2 separate regions of the Zea mays genome follow, and region 1 is linked to region 2. The links are chromatin contacts, called in public Hi-C maps. All regions are on one chromosome and are shown on one strand. Each heading gives the region's core, a stretch centred on a gene start, on an enhancer-like site or on the middle of the called end of the contact. The rest is flanking DNA. Distances are from core to core; before and after follow the strand shown. Region 1 holds the start of LOC103640990 (probable serine/threonine-protein kinase At1g09600). Region 2 has its middle 80 kb from the start of LOC100283010.

Region 1 (6,915 bases), core at 3,972-6,471, 200 kb after region 2:
AGTTTCTTTCTGCTGATCTAGATATAAATCTATTCAATGAAGCCAGTCTTCCTGCCAACCGTTGGACCCCCTTCTTTGTGCTCGGTTGTTCCATTCGAAGGATGGCTTCGATCTTGCTTGGGTTAGCTTCAATCCCCTTCGTTGAAACCAGACAGCCAAGGAACTTACCCTTCTTCACTCCAAAGACACACTTTTCAGGATTTAATTTCAGGCCAGCTTGTCTGAAATTAGCAAATGTTTCTTGCAAATCAGTGATATGATTTTCTTGCTTCGTGCTTTTTACTATGATATCATCAACGTATGTTAGCACATTTCTGCCTATCTGGGAATAAAGGACCTTGGCTGTCATCCTGCTGAAACTGCCTCCAGCATTCTTGAGCCCCTCATGCATCCGAAGATAACAATAGGTGACACTACGAGTTATGAAGTTAGTCTTCGGCTCATCCTCCTTCTTCATCCATATTTGATGATATCCTGAGTAGCAATCCAGCAGACTCATAAGTTCTGAAGAAGCTGCTGCACCCACAAGAGAGTCTATCCTTGGTAATGGAAATTCGTCCTTCGGACATGCCTTGTTGAGATCCGTGAAATCAATACACATTCTCCATTTGCCATTGGCCCTCTTCACCATAACAGTATTGGCTAGCCACTCTGGATATTTTACCTCTCTAATAACACCAGCACTGAGAAGACTTTTTACTTCATTCCGAGCACCTTCGGCTTTATCATCAGACATTTTCCGAAGCCTTTGTTTTCTGGGCCTGAAGGATGGATCGACATTGAGTGAATGTTCAATGACGTCCCTGTTGACACCACAGAGATCATTGGCCGACTATGCAAAAACATCTTTGTTGTTGAATAAAAACCTTATCAAAGTTCTTTCTTGCTCTTCAGATAATTGAGACCCCAGCAATACCTTCTGCTCTGCTATGTCTTCACATAGAAGCATGGGCTTCGGCTGATCAGCCGAAGCAGCCTTCTCTCTTCTGTACTTGTACTGCTCACAAGCTTCAGCTCCATCTATATTGTGGATGGCTTTTGAGTCTGTCCAATTTCCCTCAGCCTTTCTGGCAGCTTCCTGACTTCCATGAATTGCAATAGGCCCTTGTTCCGAAGGTATCTTCATGCATAGGTATGCTGGATGAAGAATTGCTTCGAAAGCATTAAGTGTCCCACGACCAATGATTGCATTGTAGGGGTATTCCATGTCAACAATATCAAACACAATCTGTTCAGTCCTTGTGTTGTGGACAAAACCGAAGGTCACTGGCATTGTGATCTTGCCAAGTGCTACGATCTGCCTTCCTCCGAAGCCACAAAGAGGGTGTGTAGCATCATGAATCTTGTCCTCTGGCTCTTGCATCTGTCTGAAGGCCTTAGCAAATATGATATCCGCTGCACTGCCTGTATCAACCAGAACATTGTGCACCAGAAATCCCTTGATGACATAAGATATAACCATAGTATCATTGTGAGGGTAATCCTTGAGCTGAAGGTCCTCCTGGGAGAAGGTGATTGGGATGTGGGACCATTTTGACTTGATGAAGGGTCCCTGCACCCCAACATGCTGCACCCTTCTCTGGGCCTTCTTCTTCTGCTTCTTGTTGGCCGGTTCTGAACATGAACCGCCTGTTATCGGGAGCACCATCTTCGTAACCGAAGCTACTTTAGCTTCATTGTTGAACGAAGCCATCAGCTCGACAGTGGAAGTGAGTTCACCGGAGGTGGGCACCAATGTTGGGGACTTGTTCTCAAATGCTATGAGTCAAGAACAAGGCAACACAAAGTGTTAAATGTTAATATCCTTCGTCCTTCGAAGCATTATTTCCCTTAGAATATAACGATCTTCGGACGAAGGTCATGAAGGTCATACCTTCATCATCATGGTATGCGATAATGAAAGACAAAGCATATGAAACATGAAAGATAACATGAATAATCATATAACATCATTCATATATCTTCATTATATAAACTTGAGTATTTAAATACAATATTTAATTATATTTGTACCTTCGGCTTGACAGAAGGCAAAAATCCAAGCGTTGTGCACAAGCGAATACAAGATAGCGTGTACAGTACAGGGGTATTGTTCATCTATTTATAGGCACAGGACACAGTCTATGAGAAATTACATTCATGCCCTTTACAAATGTTTACAATCATAGTACAAGCTATCTCGGGCCGATTGGTCATTTCATCTTTAAGTCAGTGCATCTGAAAATGTACTCCGAAACTCTTTGATTGATAGCTTCGGCTTTGTGTCAGTCTTCCGAAAGTGTTTCTTCTTATGGGACCTTCGGCGACGAAGCAGACCCCAACAGACCCCAAACAACCGAAAATCTTCAGTCATGTGTGCCTGCCCTGCATACTTAACTGAAAGATGCACATTTTTTGGTACAAGTTGCAAATTTTGGGTTAGCCAAATACCAAGCAGTTGAAGTAAACGCTGTTTCTACACGTGTGATGGGAACTTTCAGGTAAATCGTCTATGTGATGTTGGCACGCCCAGCTATTTTCCTTGCCCACATACATCATAATCTGCTGACGCATGAACCGATGCAATTAGTGACATAAGACTGGATTTGTCTTGTCTTTTATTTTCGCCTTCAGACATCCGACGCCAGAGTACACTGCCACAAATAAACAAAGTTAACGACCGGTCCGACGTTAACCATATATCAAGCAGATAAACAAGATGTTAATCCTGCTCCGTCACAAGACAAGAAGATGGGTTTCTTGTCATTATTTATGGTGGCTTCTATGCCGACCTGCTGATAGGCACTCTCAGTCGTGGGCTTTTCTATTTTACCATCAGACACACAAATCATAGACACAAATAGTCACACAAGTCATAGACATAGGGTGACATAATAGTAAAGAGCCCACAATGAAGTGACAAAATAGCAATTTTTTCGCTCATTAGGTGTAATTGGAGCTTACCTAGCCTCTGGCTTTAGCAACGTTCTGACAACGACTGCTCGAAGGGATATGAACAAGATGAGCTCTGTCAGTTTTCCACACAACGTTTTCCCTTCAAAATACATCACCAAGAAATTTGTTGTCCATGTATCAATCGAGAAGAAACACAGGCCTTTCACAGATTGATAGACTTTTAGCGAAACCTAATCTTAGTTAAATCGCTGACAAGTTGTTTTACTTTATTCACTCCGTCTTTGTTGTTCACTACACTCACGACTACGGTCACCCTCCCAGACGTCATTTATTGGTGAGTAGTAGGATGCATGCATCATCATTATCGTGAATGGCACATCAAAGGAGCAGGGAATCTCGTGCGAGCTAAATTTGGTAGAGTGACCTTTTCTTTTTGCTATTTCGACGACTAGGAAGATAATGGGACCCCTTCATATTATTAAGGCCAAGCAACTGATTAAGCTACTGTCCATGAGCGTCCTTGTGCCTCAATTATGACGTATGACCTCATGTCCGCATAGTCTTCACATCTTTTCCTTTTCCTCCTATTTAGAGTATTTCTTTCATTGCTTGAAATATAGGTTCGAAATGATTGAGTCTGAACTGACGCACTAGACACAAGCATGCAAAAACTGAGGTGGTACCAGCAATGAACAAATGGCCATCTCAAGTGCTCACTATTCCCCTATGTTTTTCTTATTGCAGGAAGACCAGACTAGCTCTGACAAAAGCGGTGATTTGGTGAAGGTTTTGAGGGAAGTAACTGTCGTGCAGAGGAACATTGCCAACTTGAAAGTGGAGCTATAGGGAAGAAAGGTGATGTTTTGATATCTAGTTGTTAGACTATCTTTTTCCAATATTTTGACAATGTTATGTTTTCTTACAAGCTTCTCTTAGATGGCAAGAGTAGCGTGTACCCTCCGTGACAAGAGGCTGGACGATAGAGTAACTGTGCTATCGGGTGGCGTGAAACCGTTCTGGTCTTGAGAAACCTGAAGACGGTTGACATATGCAAGGGTTAAGTGCTACATATATCGTGTGATTAGACATCAACAGCTGGGTATTAATTGATTCGGATTGTCGTTACTTCTCATATATGAAGACTTGGTCACTGCCCTACATCGTATTTAACAAGTGAAACTAGGATGTGATAAAAGAAAGCTAGATTAAGACAAGTGATTGATCTAGATTAGGATAATCTAGATTCAGGAAACTACTTAATTTGGCAAGTACAATGAAAGCTTGGGGACCAATTTTAGTAAGCTTTGATGCAATAGAGTTCTTGATTCTTGCTATACTTTACATTTATTCTCAAAATTCAACATATCATTGATAGTCTTTTCTTTAGTCAGGTAAGACTTGCGAAAATACCTTCGTACTTAGGGTTCTTTGAACCCATCGTTGCAGATGGTGAACCTTTGGAGTTTTGTTGCTTCTGCACCAAGTAGTCCCAAAGCAGAGGAGGAAACTTAAGTATTGGTTATGGAAGGTGCTAACCTTCCAATTATGAAATAAGTAGGTTGCACTCAAACCCTTATATTGTAATAACTACTCTTTCCTTATATTGTTTACTCAAACATCTGGATGTGAATTAAGTTATTATAACTCTTTCCGCTTTACTCCGATTTGTGTTGTAATGTCTATGAGATGTGTTAATCGCTCTTGGGATGTAAAGGAGAAGTAAGATCTTGTTCCTGTCAAGCTATTTAGCACACCTGTATAGTCGTTCTAGATTTTTGTGACAAAGACAGGTATGAGTAGGCCTAATATCTTGTGAGGTTCCAGTCGGGATGTATGGCAGGGCCTAGATGAACTTAACCCGGTATGCGTGCAACCCACGCAGCGCATCGGCCCACGAAGCGGTCGCGCACCGCGCAGAGAGGATTCGGACGCGGGACCAGACTTGCATGCATGCATCATGTAGCGCGTGGGTAAAGGAGGGGCTGCATGTGATTCCAAACGCGGAGGCAGGCTTGTATGCAAATGCAATGCACGTGAAGCACAAACATCGCACGATGGTGCTGCTTTTTTAATTAGTAGAGATAGATTTTTTTGGAGTATTTTTTAATATGTTAAAAAAGTTGCCCTGCAAAAATCTAATTTAATATAGTCACATTACAATTTACAGAATTTTCTTTTTGCTACAGTAGTTTTTATGTAAAATGAATTACACTATCATCTATCCATTAACCGCATCCAAATTGTTGGAGGTTATACACAGGAGGTATGAGAGAGAAGAAACATGACTTGTAACTATTTATAGATAAGAAGGGTAACCATGAGCTAATTTTAGCTCTCACAATATCTCCCATCCGTTCCTTTCTGAATACCTGGCCGTTAGCAATTTCTAATGGTTTGGTTCATTTCCTTTTGATATTTTTTTTTTAATTTTTTTTCGTGTATTGCTTTAGAGACAGAAAAAATAAAGAAATTTCTCTATGAAACTCCCTTACAGCGAAATCCCTATCTGTTGTTTGCAATCCAACTTTGTTGTGCATTAGTGTTCTTGTACTCACCCCTCTGTCCAAGGACCAAAATGGGAAGCTGGTGTCGTAATGGTTTATTGAAGGAAAAAAACAGATTGATACCTGGTTCTTGGTTCATGTTGCTGGGATGCCTTCACACCAATCTGCAATTTTCATCATATTTGGCTGGTTTTTCCTGCTCCTGATCAGATTTTGAAAGAGCTAACCATTGCCCACAATCAACTTACTGTCGGTTGGGTCAGGGTGCTGCTAGCTCCTCCCAAAGGTAAAGTTTTTTTTTATCACGCCTAGTGTTTCATATGAAATCATTTGAATTGGAAAAAACTTGTGTGCTACATAGTAGTTGGTTTTGATAGATTAGCCTGATTCATAAAATTCCAAACGTTTTAATTTGCTGGCCTTCTTCAAACTGTTGCCCAAATTTGACATTATTTTCACGCATTTCAGTTTCTCTCCAATATCTATACAATTTGTGCCAGTCCATCTAATCACCCCGCGCCCCTAGAGAATAGGCATTGAAGAAACTGGTAGCCTGTTCCTCAAGATCATATATAGGGGGAAAAAAGCACAAAATAAAGAACGAACTCATCTGCTGTTCTTTCAATAATTGTATGGTCATCACGGATACAATCAAAAGTCAGTAGCAAGACTGGGAAGCTAGCTGAGGAGATGGTCATTTGTCGTCAAGTGCAGAGATTAGCAAGAAAAACCGCAAAAATTGGTCTCAGTGCAATCAGCTCGTTCAAGAAGAAGGCCCTGCATCTTATGGGCTGTCTTTGCTCCAAAGGCGCCAAAGAAGATGCCAATGCCGCTTCTGGACGCAGAACGCCGCCAAGGAGAAGTGAGCCAGCCACTGATGCGATCGCGAAGGACAGCAGCAGTTCAGCCGCGCTTAATAATGCAAAGACCAAAGGAAATCTGTATGGTGCAGAAAAGGTGGTAGTGTCTCTAGATGCTAGGATCAGCAGTGGAAACAACGCAGAGTTTAAAGGGCTTAATGCAGTCTCTGGCTGGCCATCTTGGCTCGTGAATGTGGCACCTAAAGCAGTAGAAGGCTGGTTGCCTCGGCGAGCAGATTCCTTTGAGAAACTGGCCAAGGTAAACTACTTACTGAGTGTATACCATGCATGCAAATTGCTAGAATAGATTGTTTTGCGTCGCAGATTGGGCAAGGAACCTACAGTGTGGTGTACAAAGCCCGGGATCTGGAATCTGGGAAGATCGTTGCGCTAAAAAAGGTGCGGTTCGTCAACATGGATCCCGAGAGCGTGCGCTTCATGGCCAGAGAAATCCACATCCTTCGGAGGCTGGACCATCCCAACGTCATAAAGCTCCAAGGGATCGTAACGTCCCGCGTGTCGCAGAGCCTCTACCTTGTCTTCGAGTACATGGAGCATGACCTCGCTGGTCTCGTTGCAACTCCAGGCCTCAAGCTCACTGAGCCGCAGGTGGTTTAGTAGGTTTACCTTGTCCATCCATCCATCCATCACTTGGG
Region 2 (6,791 bases), core at 3,418-5,917:
AGAGGACCTGCCTGCCACTGCTTTGGAAGGCAAGCTCCGGTTTTATGCATAACCTGTTAATTATGCTATTTTAATTTACTTAATGATTGTAGGATTGATTGTGCACTTAAGTGTAGGAGTTGTTTGAAACCCTAGTTGCATGATCTCAGGAATCCCATTGTGGTGAATACTAGTATGCTAAGGCGAGTAGCTGCTTTATTAATTAGGATCTCGGTAGAAGTCGAGTGATTTTTCTAGCACTCGCGCGAGGTCAGGAATTGGCTGTATCCACTTTCTTATCATATTGATGTTGGTTTGTGGGCAACAATCCATGGGGATTGGTTGTCTACATGATAAAAAAATTGGAATAAGGATTAATGTGTGGTACCGTGAGTCAAGCGTTTGAACGTACTAAGCACATGCCGAGAAATATGGTAAATCGGTAAGCCTAGTACCTGAGTGAACCTGGCAGTGGACATATCCCCTCACGCGACCTGAGACGTGGTCTCCCATTCCGGTTATGGTGGGTACAAGTGCGGTCACTGCACGACGGCAGTCGGGGTCAGTGAGGCATTGTACGCCAAGGCGGTGAGCCCTGATCTGCTGACGGGGAATCGATGGGGACAGTTGATGTGTGTGGGGAAGGAGTGCCCCTACATGTCATGTGTTTAGGTTTACCTTGCAAGGATGAAAACTCGATTCGAATCGTCTGCTTCTCACAGCTAATGAGACTGCTTGATCCATGCTGCTACATTGAGTAACAAGTGGAAATATGATGAGTTGATATAAGATGTTGATTGCTAATAATGTTTGCCACTATGTATGAGTAGATAGTACACATTTAGCCTTAAGAGAGTCACACTTAAATTGACAAAGTTAAAACTTGACTTAGAAACTCAGCTAGTGCTTTTGGCAACCAAACCCCACAGCCAAACAGCTGCATGTCTAGAGGTAGAGGAGTAGACTCCTCACACCGGGTAAGTCTAGCTGAGTATTAGTATACTCAGCCTTGCTTGTGGCATAATTTTACAGGTTCTCTGGAGGACATGGTTGCTGGAGTGACTTGGCCGTCCATCTTGCCACCGGGTTGAACTGTCAAGTGGGACCCTACCTCGGCTGAGGAGGAGAATGAGGAGTGATGGGACAGGCTTCCCCATCTCTCTGTTTATTTACCGTTAGTTTTATTCCGCTGCACTTCGAACAATGATGGCTACTTTTGCAAAACTCCGATGATGATGTAATAATTTAAGACTCTTTAATGCATGGTTTTATGCTTTATTGTATTTGCTCTGTGACTCACCATCGAGTGAGATTGTGGTACTTGATCCTGTCAGTGGCCTTGTCGGACTAGATCCGAGGGATTGACGGATTATTCCCATTTAAGTGTGGTCTAGCCTCTAAGGCGGGACTTAGGCACTTAAGTTGGAATAATTCGGGCGGTTCCGCCACAGACATATGCAAGGGTTAAGTGCTACATATGTCGTGTGGTTGGAGATCCTCAACTGAGTATTAATCGATTCAGATCACCGTTACTTCTCGGACATGAAGACTTGGTCACTGACTTACACGTAGCAATCCAGTGAACTGAAGGGTTGATAAAAAGGCGGCTAGTATAGGCCAAGTGCTTGAACCAGGATAGAAATAACTCTAGATGCAGGTAACTTTACTTAACCTGACAATAAAACTGGATTTTTAAGGATCCACTATTAGTAAGCATATCTGCAAATAGAGTCTTTGATGCTTGATCAGCTTTACCTTGACTCCCTCAAGCCAGCATATCCTTGAGAGTCTTTTTATTTTGTTCAGGTAAGACTTGCGAAAGTACACTCCGTACTCAGGGTTTTCGAACCGATGTTGTTGTAGGTGAGGAAACAACAGAGTTTTCTTGTTTATGTTCAAAGGTGGTACCAAAAGAGGAGCCAAAACAGTGATCGTGCATGCGGGAGGATGTTTGCCTCCCAGTTTGAAAGCAATAAACTTTTGTGCGGGAGGGTGTTTTGCCTCCCTGGTTTGTAATAATACTTTATGCACTCATAGCACCCGTACTGTAATAATACTCTTTCTCTCTGTATTTTATGAATGTAAATTAAGTCATTGTAATCCGCTTCCGCTTATTATTTCCTCCGATGTGATGTAATGTCTACGTGATGGGTGAAGCGCTCTTGGGCGATATGATGTTGATACAGAAAACCGAACTTGTTGAGTGATTATGTGCATCTGCATGGTGTTCCGAGGTCCTTGGGACAAGGGCATCTGTATGTGGGCCTAATACATTGGGAGGTTCTGTCACAATAGTTTATGGGAAGAGCACATGCAAGACTCCCTCGTCTGACCGCCATCGCAGCAAAATCAACCCGAGAACCTCCCTGCATGCAACTCCCCTACTGCCCTTGCCCCTTTCGGGTAAGGTAGTCTTCCACTAGCTTTCCTAATTAGTCAGCCAAGGGCGTCCCATACCACCCTTGTGGTGGCACTGTTTTCCCGGGTGGTTCACCATGTTCCCATTAACATAATGATCTTATCATGAACAGTAAATAATAAACTGATAACAAAAGTGTGAACATGAGTAATGTTTATCTCTGTACCCAAAACCACATAAAGCAATAGCATATACTACCCAAAAAAATTCAGTGGTAAAACAAGGTATAAAGATAGCCAAAAATAGGGTAACCTATTGGATCCCATCAAATTAACGTATGCAGGTCATTATGATTAATAAGAACATGATTAGGTAAAAAGGAAGTGATCAAGGGCACAACTTGCCTGGGACTTGAGATTACAGGTACCAGGATGATCCTCAGATTCTCGTGACCTCACTGCTAGTCGTAGCAATATAAACAGACATGGTATAGACAAAATTAACATTACACCAAACATTAGAACAAACTGAATAATAATGATTTACGCGATGCTACGAGATCGTGGGATTGAGAACTACTAAGATCGGAGTTACGATTAAGGAGTTATGATTTTATAGAAGATCTGTGTGATTAAAATATTAAACTATACTATAAATTGGTTAATATAAATCATATGAGAGGTTATTCTATAAATAATTATCTCAACTTTAATCTAAGTTATAAATTGACCATAGATCATATTCTAGTAGATTATAATGATAAGTAGTTTAACGAGACCAACCAACATAAGTTAAATAAAGATCTAATTATAAAATAACAAGACATGGTATAATAAATGTTGTTATTGCATAGTAAATATTCATATAAGCTAAAGCAACTGGAAAGGTTTAGTTCGGAGTTATAGATTTTAAGTTATGAATTTCTAAAGATTTTATGTGTTTTGTACAAGATTAACTAGGATATAAATTTTAATGTGACTTTCATGTCAAAATAGTGGCACTAATTGATAAACAATAATATTATAAAATTATAGAAATTGGAATAGATTGATTTGGTCTTCATATGAATTTTCTATGAATTAAACCAATTCTAGCAATTATTTTTGCATTAAAAAGTATTTTCCAAATGAATTTATTTGATTTTCTAATTATCTAGACCGAGCGCATCATTACCAGAGAGTCCAGGGGCTAAACCATAAATGTTACGTAGACTCAGAACTCCCCCGCCAGGACTGCGGGTTATTTCCCTCAAAACCCAAGGTCTCTTTAGTAAAAGGTTCTAACCGAATGGGTGCGGGCTAATCCTAGCCGCCCGATTCACAATCGACGTTCCAGATTAGATCGAAGCCTCGCGAAATGGTACGCCACCCGAGCCCCAGGATCCAAGATCTACGCCCCGGATCCCACTACGTCTTTACCGCACACAAGCCCTCGGATGAGTCGCCAATGGCTCGGATTTAAAGTGTGAAGGGGTAGGCTCCCGCGCCTAATCTCAGCCGTCTACTCGAAGATCCATGGCTGAAAGACCCGTCTCCTACCCCGCGTCCCCTAGACGGCGGTGCCGGCCAATCTCCCGCAGTGGAGGAGCCCGACGAGATCCACGCCCGGCGCTACGTTCATCATTTACCCAAACTAAAAAGTGCTACACGAAGCGGGAATCGATGCGTAGCAGATTAGGGTGACATTACACGAAGCTATAGCGCGGGTGATACCGCCCACGACATCCATGCGGACCCACGGTGGTGACATACTCCAGCGTCAAATTCCTAACGCACAATCATCCCATTGCCTTCTCAAATCGATGCTACTTATCGCAGACGTGGAGAAGAAAGCTTGGAGAGGTTTCTCACCGGCAATTGGGCGGTGTTTAGGTCTGGCGACGTTGTGGGGTGTCTCTGCAGCTTCCGTGAAGTCCGTCAATGAACTCCCGTCGCCCCGGACTCTTCCCACGCCCAGCGAGGCCCCACACGCGATAAGCACGATCCTTCGAGACCTCAAGGGAACTCGCCAGAGCCTAGACGACGGTGTGGTCGAGTTGCCCGCGGCGGCGTCTTCAAGCTCTCCCTCTCTTACCTCCTAATCGGCCGTGGTGGTGGGCAGCTTTCGCGTTTTTCCCGGGTGCTGGATCATGACGCCGAGACAGTAACAGCCCGCAAAATTCAAGCAAGTGGGCGCTCGCCTGAGGTCTCGGTTGATCCGTTCGCAACGGTGCCGTCCGAGTCAAACAGGGAAGAAGACCCTACTGTCGAGGGGGTCCCACAAGCAGTGAGTGAGTGGGGCGGTACGCGCGTAAGCACGACCGGGTCCACGAGTCAGTGCCAGCTTTACGTACGCGCGCGCGGTGAGGAGTGAGGCTGGCGGCTAGGGTTTTGGCACAGTGGAAGCGCGCGCGGTGGAGAGTAGAAGCGGGACGGCGCGGGGTAGTGGGCCATGAGGAGCAAATTCGACCCATGCAGTGGAGGTGAACCTTTTCTTTTATTTTGTTTTCTGTTTTTTTTTCTATTTCTATTCCCATCTTCAATATTCAGATTTAAATAGGGGTTTCAAATTCTAATTTAATTGTAACATCTAGAATAACAACATGAAGGCAAAGTATATATTTTTATAGACTTATATATTTATTTTAAGTATTTTTGTTTCCTTTGCCTCCTCCTTTTCTATTTTATTTTCTATTCCCCTTTCTCTTATTCTCAAATTCCAAACTAAATTTAAATTCATGTTTGAACTTTGAATTCACAATTCTCTCTTGAATAATACTTTTGCTCTTTGAAATTTTATTTATTTATTATTTATTCTTCTTCCCACCATTTAATTCTAGCAATAGTAAATGACTTTAATACAATTTCCTTCCTCTTTTCTTTTTGAAGTTAAACATTCAAAGGCATGAGAAATACAGGAAGGTTTCAAAAATCCCTAAAGCGCGATTCTTAAATTTTTTATTTCATTATTATTATTATTATTGTTTTTTCCTACCAATTTTGGGCTTTACAAATCCTACCCCCCTTAACAGAAATCTCGTCCCCGAGATTTGAATGAAAAGGGATGTATACTCATATGGTCTCAACACATATGCACAAACAAAAATCTCAGCATGATGCATAGTTTATTAGCAACACATGGGTCAAATAGACCTTATTATTCCTCCTAAAATAGTATCATACCATCTACTAACTAAAGTAACATTTAGGTCTTACAAATAGTAGTATATATATATATATATATATATATATATATATATATATATATATATATATATATATATATATATATATATATATATATATATATATATATATATATATATATTTATGTAGCTTGGTGGAGCTGGTGGTGGTGGAGGTAGTGGGTGTTGTTGTTGTTATCTTTCCAACCGTGCTTGCCTTATTTCTTAAAGTATCTCCAGCCGGTCCTGACGTATTTCCTGGCGTTCTTGTCTTATCTGATTTTGCATTTCGGTAACTATGTTTGTCATTTGTTGTATTACCATCATTTGGGCAGCAACCACTTGATCGATTCCAACCGATGGAGGATCTGGAGGACTCATTTCTGTTTGCTGTTGCCTGATAGTCCTCCCTTCCTGGTATTGACCATCTGAGTTAGAAGCATATGGTAAAATAGTTTTTTAAGGAAAATTATTTGGTAGGCAGAACGAATAAGCTAGTAGCTGGTTATGGACTGAAGAGTCTTTGGCAGGGCTTAATCTATTGTTTTATATCAAGCTTGGGATAACTAGTCGTATAAGGTGAATATACAAAGGTAAAATAATATCTGTTAAGATGAGATAGATATGGGTGAGATAGACTTACATGGTGTAGGTCAAAATCTTGTTTGATGTTAGGTGAGGATAGACAGATTATACAATCCATCATGACTCTATGGGTTCGGTTAGCTCATGGTTGAGTTGATATAATGTGCTAAATTAAGTTAACACCTTAGAAGGGTCCAAGTTCTATTAATCTGTTTAAGCAGACCACATTGGATTAGATCACACTAGATCACATTAAATTCTATACTCCTATTTAAGAATACCATTTAGTTAAGCATATCAAGCTGACTTTACCTTTATGAAATTCTAGTATATATTTTTTCTAAGTGGTATTTCCAATTAGTATTTTTTTATATACCAAAAATTTTCATGCCATTAACAGGTGTGGCATAGAAAACAAGGGTACATCATGTTTTAGCTATTTGGTGAGTGTAGAGAAGGTTTGGGGGTAAAAGAAAGTTAAGTAAGTGAGATTTTTTTATTCCGGATGGTGGATCTTGTTTCATCTGAAGGTCTGTTTCTATCCATATCCTTCATTGTCGAGGTTAACCTTCTTTTTGGGTCTGATTTAGGGACCATCAGTCTTGGTGTTAGATACTATCATCCGAGTTGGGATAACGATTACGGGTACATGGGGTAGGTAGGTTGAACAGAGTTTTACTTTGTTTTTGGGATAAATGGGTTGGG

Evidence for each region. Hi-C and Micro-C count contacts between places; a contact is called where the count stands out from the background.
Region 1: a Hi-C map of ear shows a contact between it and region 2, with 2.2 times the contacts expected there. The contact joins the promoter of LOC103640990 here to the enhancer-like site in region 2. A contact is called at or near these places in 3 of 25 Hi-C or Micro-C datasets (ear, endosperm and leaf).

What each region holds. Positions count from the first base shown.
Region 1 is chr10:30,641,809-30,648,723 of Zm-B73-REFERENCE-NAM-5.0, forward strand. It overlaps LOC103640990 (probable serine/threonine-protein kinase At1g09600), which reads left to right and starts at 5,222. Exons shown (of 9, transcript XM_008664416.3): 1 at 5,222-5,685; 2 at 5,868-6,518; 3 at 6,584-6,868. The coding sequence starts at 6,090.
Region 2 is chr10:30,445,939-30,452,729 of Zm-B73-REFERENCE-NAM-5.0, forward strand. No RefSeq gene overlaps it. Among protein-coding and RNA genes, the nearest start is that of LOC100283010, 80 kb to the left of the region's middle. Within about 2 kb of position 4,668, at least 17 of the 20 cell types and tissues checked have an H3K27ac peak or open chromatin away from gene starts, as enhancers often do. A contact at or near this core is called in ear and leaf, where this site is marked.